Linked DNA regions of Rattus norvegicus: region 2 is linked to region 1. A link is a contact called in public Hi-C data. All regions are on one chromosome and are shown on one strand. The core of a region is the stretch at or near the end of the contact, and the rest is flanking DNA. Distances in the headings are between cores, read along the strand shown. Region 1 holds the start of Arhgef18 (Rho/Rac guanine nucleotide exchange factor 18). Region 2 overlaps Arhgef18 (Rho/Rac guanine nucleotide exchange factor 18).

Evidence for each region. Hi-C and Micro-C count contacts between places; a contact is called where the count stands out from the background.
Region 2: a Hi-C map of liver shows a contact between it and region 1, with 6 times the contacts expected there. The contact joins the enhancer-like site here to the promoter of Arhgef18 in region 1. A contact is called at or near these places in 10 of 12 Hi-C or Micro-C datasets (the A7r5 cell line, Schwann cells, frontal cortex and 5 more).

What each region holds. Positions count from the first base shown.
Region 1 is chr12:6,191,539-6,194,542 of GRCr8, reverse strand. It overlaps Arhgef18 (Rho/Rac guanine nucleotide exchange factor 18), which reads right to left and starts at 1,521. Exons shown (of 31, transcript NM_001395655.1): 1 at 1,219-1,521.
Region 2 is chr12:6,233,860-6,236,863 of GRCr8, reverse strand. All of the region lies in intron 12 of Arhgef18 (Rho/Rac guanine nucleotide exchange factor 18), which reads right to left. Among named protein-coding and RNA genes, the nearest start is that of Arhgef18, 42 kb to the right of the region's middle. Within about 2 kb of position 1,608, at least 1 of the 93 cell types and tissues checked has an H3K27ac peak or open chromatin away from gene starts, as enhancers often do. A contact at or near this core is called in liver, where this site is marked.

The sequences.
Region 1 (3,004 bases), core at 272-2,771:
AGGCTTTCCCTGATTTTCCCTAATGCTCACTAACTCAGCTAAACTAGTGGGTAGAGTGGTTCAGCGATCCTGTCTCTGCCTCCACAAGGCTGAGGTATCAGGCCAGCACCGCCATGCTCAAAGCTTTGTTTTTTATGAGTTCAGGGGAGCTGAACCCAGGTTCTTAGGCTGTGCTATCTCCCTAGGTCCCAAAGTCAAAATTTTGCTGGCTCTTCAAGACCCATGAAAACACTGTCTCATACGGTCACAAGGAGGGTGCTCAAAGGTGGGTACGACTTGGATTTTTGCTCAGAAATCAGGGTGATTCAGAGTGTCATCCCCATGGGGGCCACATTCAAAGCCTGTCTCCTACCTAACTCACCACCTCCATTGGGGTGGTCAGTTCTAAACCCACTTTACATGGCTCCGGGGGGTGCACGGAGTCAGGAAACTGTCATCTTGGGTGTGCCTGGTAAAAACCGCAGCCTGCCTCCCACCTCACTTGTTGTTGTGAGAGGTTCCTCAAACTGGCCCACAAAGGGAGCCACCAGTGACTCCTCAAGGTTAAGGGCCCACAGCCCGAGGGGGGTCCCCATTTGGAAGACCTGGAAACCCCAGAACCAATGCCTTGAAAGGTGAAGAGGACAAGCCATGGTGTGGTGCTACACGTGCATTTTAAAAATAAAAAATAAGAACTGGGGAGGCACAGGTAGGGACACTGGGAGTTGGAGGCCAGCCTGGACCACGTGGTGAGACCCAGATTCAAAAGCAAAACAAAACAGAACAAGACAAAACACGGACACCTGCTGAAGAGGAGCTTAAACTTCCTCCCTCATCCCCGGCTTCCTCTGTCCCCACACAGTCTTTGCTTACAAAGGGTTCCTTTAGACTCCGGCATGGGTCTCCCGTAGACCAGGCAGCCTCTGAACTCCCTATGTAGCTGAGGATAACCACAAACTCCTAATCTTCCTGCCTCTACCTCCCAAGGGATGCTTGACAGGCATGCGACACCCAGCTTTGATTTATGCGGTGCTGGGATGAAACCCAGGACTTTGCCCGTGCTAAGCAAGCTCCCTACCAACGGAGCCATAATCCCAGCACCCTCCAGGGTCATTTTAGGATCACTGATCTCTGCGGAGCAAATGGCTGCCCAGCTCTCTTCTGGTTATGTCATGGCTATTAGAGTCAATCTCCTGCCTTACAGACTCTCACCCACCACTCCTCAAGATGGTTACTCACCCACTGGAGCTCGATTCTTGCTCAAGTAGGTGACTGGCTTTGTTAACAGCTCTTGAAGTTCCCCCCATGTCACACAGCCAGGGTTTCAAGGGACACATGGGCCAGGCTAACCACAGAGTGGCTAAACTCTGCCCAATTTCCTCTTTCTCATCTACCGGCTTTTATTTTTCTTCTTCGTCAATGGCAGGCAGCAGGCAGCAGCATCAGGGATCAGCGAGGAGAGTAGAGAACAGTCGGAGGTGGGGTGTGAGAATCTGGGAGTCCACCCTCAGCCTGTACCTGCTGTAGGTATCATGGGGAAGTAAAGCGGAGAGTCGAGAGGGGAGGCTCAGCGGTGACACCGAGCCCCCACCCAATAGCTTCCTGTGGAGCCAACTGTTGAAGAGGAACAGAGTGTGAGGGCCTCACCCTAACGCACGGGTGCACAAGTAGACACAGGAGACACTCAAGTCACATGTCTCTAGAAAGGCACACGGTGGAACACATGTGGGGACAGAAACATATGTGGGCGTGTGGACCCGTGGAAACACGTGGAAGTGAATGCTGTGCTTGTAAATGTCTAACAGCTATTCTTCTGTTTGATATCTGTCTGGTCTCCTGCTGTAAATACTGCCAGTTTGTCGACTGGTGTACTGTCACCAGAGCTGTTAAGGTTAGAGTCCCAGTCCTGGCAGTCCTCTAACAAACCAGATTGAGCGACACATCCTCAGAAAGTCAGTCAGGGTTAGGTGCTTGCCACACAAGCAAGTGGGCCTGATTTTAGGTCCCCACCCCACTGACTAAAGAAAGTCAGGGTGTGGTAAGACCACCTGTAATAACTGCAGTATTGGGCTGGCAGACAGGAGGATGCCAGGGGAGGGCAGGCCACCCAACCTACCCCAGTGTTCCAGCTTCAGTGAGAGACCTAGTCTCGAAAAGTAAGTGGAGCTGGGTGTGGTGGGACACTCCTTTAATCCCAGCCCTCGGCAGGCAGAGGCAGGCGCACCTCTGAATCTGAGACCAGCCCAGCCTTCAGAGGGAGTTCCAGGCCACCCAGGGTAAACTGAAAACGGTGAGAAGTAGAGAAGGCACATTTATTCGGTGTTGCCGAAAGGAAGAGGAACAAAAGGCCCCCTGCTCCTCCTACCTCTCCCCTCCAAGTCCACCCTTAGGGACCTGATATTAGATTTAGGTTTAAATAGAAGGCAAGAGGTATGCACAGGGCTGGAGAGATGGCCCAGTGGTTAGGAGTGCTTGCTACTCTTCTAGAGGACCTGAGTTCAGTTCCCAGCACCTACATTGGGTGGCTCATGACTGGTGTGACTTCTGCTATAGGGGTTCCTGTGCCCTTCTGACCTCTATAGGCACCCAAACCCAAAACAGGCACATATCCACACACAGACAAACACACATACAGGCATCTGCACACATAGGCACACATATGCGTGCACACACACTTAATAAGAAAAACAAATATAGACTATTTTTACTCCTGCTAGGATCAGTATACCAGTGACTGAAAAGGTGAGAAGAAGGGTTCACACTTGGCTCCAAACTGGGGCTGAGTAGTCTCTTAGCACGTAACTCTTGTGAGCTCTCAAATGTGACGCCCTGGGAAACAGTTATGTACAGACAGCAGTGTCCACACATGCAGAGAACCCAGGTGGACACACTGGGCTTTGCACAGACATGTGGAGCTGTGCACGGTCATACACATGCTATGTGTAAATAGTAGTGTCTATACATGCAGAAAGCCCTGAGTAGACACACATTAAACTCTGGGCTCTGCACATATATGTGGAGCTGT
Region 2 (3,004 bases), core at 359-2,858, 42 kb before region 1:
AGGTTGCACCCAACATTCTGCCTTGCTCACTGCTGGATCATCTGCATCTCAGGGTTGAGCCTGTATGTGCCTTTAAAGAACCTGTCAGAAAACAGCTGCGGCCCTGCAGACCATGTGCTGTCCACTCAGCTCTACCATGGTTACCTGAACGCTACAAGCAGGCAGTCCATACAGAAAGGAGGGTGAGCAGGCAGTCCATACAGAAGGGAGGGCGAGCAGGCAGTCCACACAGAAGGGAGGGCAGAGGTGAAGCTGAGTTTGCAGAGTGCCCGTCCAGCACGCATGAAGCTCTGGGTCCCAACCCCAGCCCCACATAAACCGGAAGTGATGATACATGGCTATGATTCCAGAAGAACTGGAAGATCCAGTCATCTTTGGCTACTTGGCAAGTTTGAAACTTGAGGGTAGCCTGGGCTATAGGAGACCCTTTTATGAAAAAGAAAGAAAGAAAGAAAGAAAGAAAGAGAGAGAGAAAGATGGGGAGGCCAAGGGGTAGAGTGAAAAGGGAGGAGGAGAAGGAGAGGAGAGAAGATTAGAAAAAAGATAAAGAGAAAGAAACCCTGACATCACACCTACTCAAAGAGTAAAGATGGCCGCCAGGCAGTGGCAATGAACGCCTTTAATCCCCGCACTTAGGAGGCAGAGGCAAGCAGATCTCTGAGTTTGAGGCCAGCCTGGTCTTTGAGAGCAAGTTCTAGGACAGCCAGGGTGACACAGAGAGACCTGTCTCAAAAATAAAAATCGGCTAGAGGTGTGCCTCAGTGGTAGAGCCCCTGCCTACAATACTGATCTAATGTGTCAAGTCTCTTCTGTCCAGTCACCATTACAATAAACAGCAGTAGCCACAGGCAGAATGTCCTATAGTCCCTTAACCAGTGAAATGACACTTTGACAAAAAAGGGGTGGGGACAGTGTGATGAAAAACCTGCCACTCTGGTGTCTGGGAGGCACCGGGTCTGTGGTTCTTACATCAAGGTCTATGCACACCCTGGGGCCTTCTGGGAGTCTTAGATAACCGGGTCTCACCTCGGGCCTTCCCACCAACAAGAGACATTTTGTCACGACTTTAGATGAGGCAGGGGCTACTAGTGCCTAGTGGGTTAAGGGTTCTGGGACGATTAATTGACCTCAAAGGCCAACAGTGCTGATGTCCTACAGTTGAACCTTGAACTTGCCTGAGTCTTGCTTGTAAATACTCTGTAGTTGGACTTCTTGCTGCTAATGTGTACACGCATAGGCACATCTGCGTGCGCCACACACACGATAGAATATCATGTATGCTGGTTTGAATGTACTATCTAACCTACTATGGTATTGAGCTTCTGATCCTCCTGCCTCCACCCCTGGAATTCTGGGATCACAGGCACACGCCACCCATGCTGAAGGTGCAGCCCAGAGCCTTCCGAATGCTCAGCAAATAACCTGCCAGCTGAGCTAATCGTCAACACCACACACGTCTTTTAAGAAGCAACTACCTTCTCTTTAATTCTCCTCAAAATTGGGCTCGATTTCAAAAGGGAAATGTTCAAAATCCCAGAGTTCTCTCTCTCTCCAAGGATTGCAGTAACCTAGCACTGTTTGCCAAGTCCAGACTTATGCCAGCCCAGTTCAACCTAGTCCAGCCTAGCCCAGCCATTTTGGACAGCTCCAGGAGGGAGTGAACTTCGTGCTACGGGTTGAACTGTCTCCCCTCAATTAGTGTATATAGCCCTATCCCTTCCTTTATTGCAGAATAAGACCATGGGTCAGTAGAGGACTGATAACCTGAATGCTATCCCCGGAACCCACATGGTGGGAGAAGGGAATGGACCTCCATACCCACACTCATATTGACACATCTTGTTTGGAACCCTGCCCTAGCACATTTACTCAGTCCTAACTCATGGTGAACCTCATATTGGGCTAGGTTGAGCCCCTACTCTGATGTGATGATAGGTCCTTAAAGGGAAGGAGGTTGTAGGCTGGCACGAGGACACGTCAGAAAACGCACTTTCCCTGGAAGCACGAGGACCTAAGCTCAGCCCTCCAGAACCCACATGAAAATAATAAACAATAAGCCGGGCCCGAGAACACAGTGATTATAATCCCAGGAGTCGGAGAGAGGAGGATCCCCGGGGTATGCAGGAGGCTGCTGCATCAGCAAACACCAGGTTCTCTAAAGACCTTGTCTCAAAAAAAGATGTGGAGAGTGATAGAGGCAGACATCCAGAATTAATCTCCAGCCTCCACATGCATGTAGACACATGTGCGTGCATGTACACAGATAAACCTGCACACTAGCCTCCACATGCATGTGGACACATGAGCATGCATGTACACAAATATACCTGCACACTAGCCTCCACATGCATGTAGACACATGTGTGTGCATGTACACAGATATACCTGCACACTAGCCTCCACATGCATGTGGACACATGTGTGTGCATGTACATAGATATACCTGCATACTAGCATCCACATGCATGTAGACACATGTGTGTGCATGTACACAGATGTACCTGCACACTAGCCTCCACATGCATGTGGACACATGTGCATGGATGTACCTGCACACAAGTCACACATAAAACATAACGGAATGGCACAGAAGAAAACACTGCCAAGGTTGTCCTTTGGTATTTATATATAAGCACCTTCAAATGCACACATGAACAAGCACGAGTACAAGGGAAGGAAAGAGAGAAAAGAGAGTTTGGGACTCCAGGGTGCACACAACAACATTGTAGGATGATGCTGTCACGAGGTTGGAGAGCTACCAGAATCTGGGAGAAGGATGTGGAGAAACCCAACACCTGAGGATAACTTGACCTTGGCCAGTCAGGTCCCAGTACTATGACAAAACGTGTTTCTGAGATTTTAGCCAGGAAATACAAGATATTTTGTCACCACGTCTGATAAAAACCCTGCCTGCCTGAGTCCAGATGCGGCTGGATTTCTACAAAGGCCAAGGCTGAGATAGAACTTAGTCACCATCCCCAGTGACTGACCCGTCCCTCTGGGT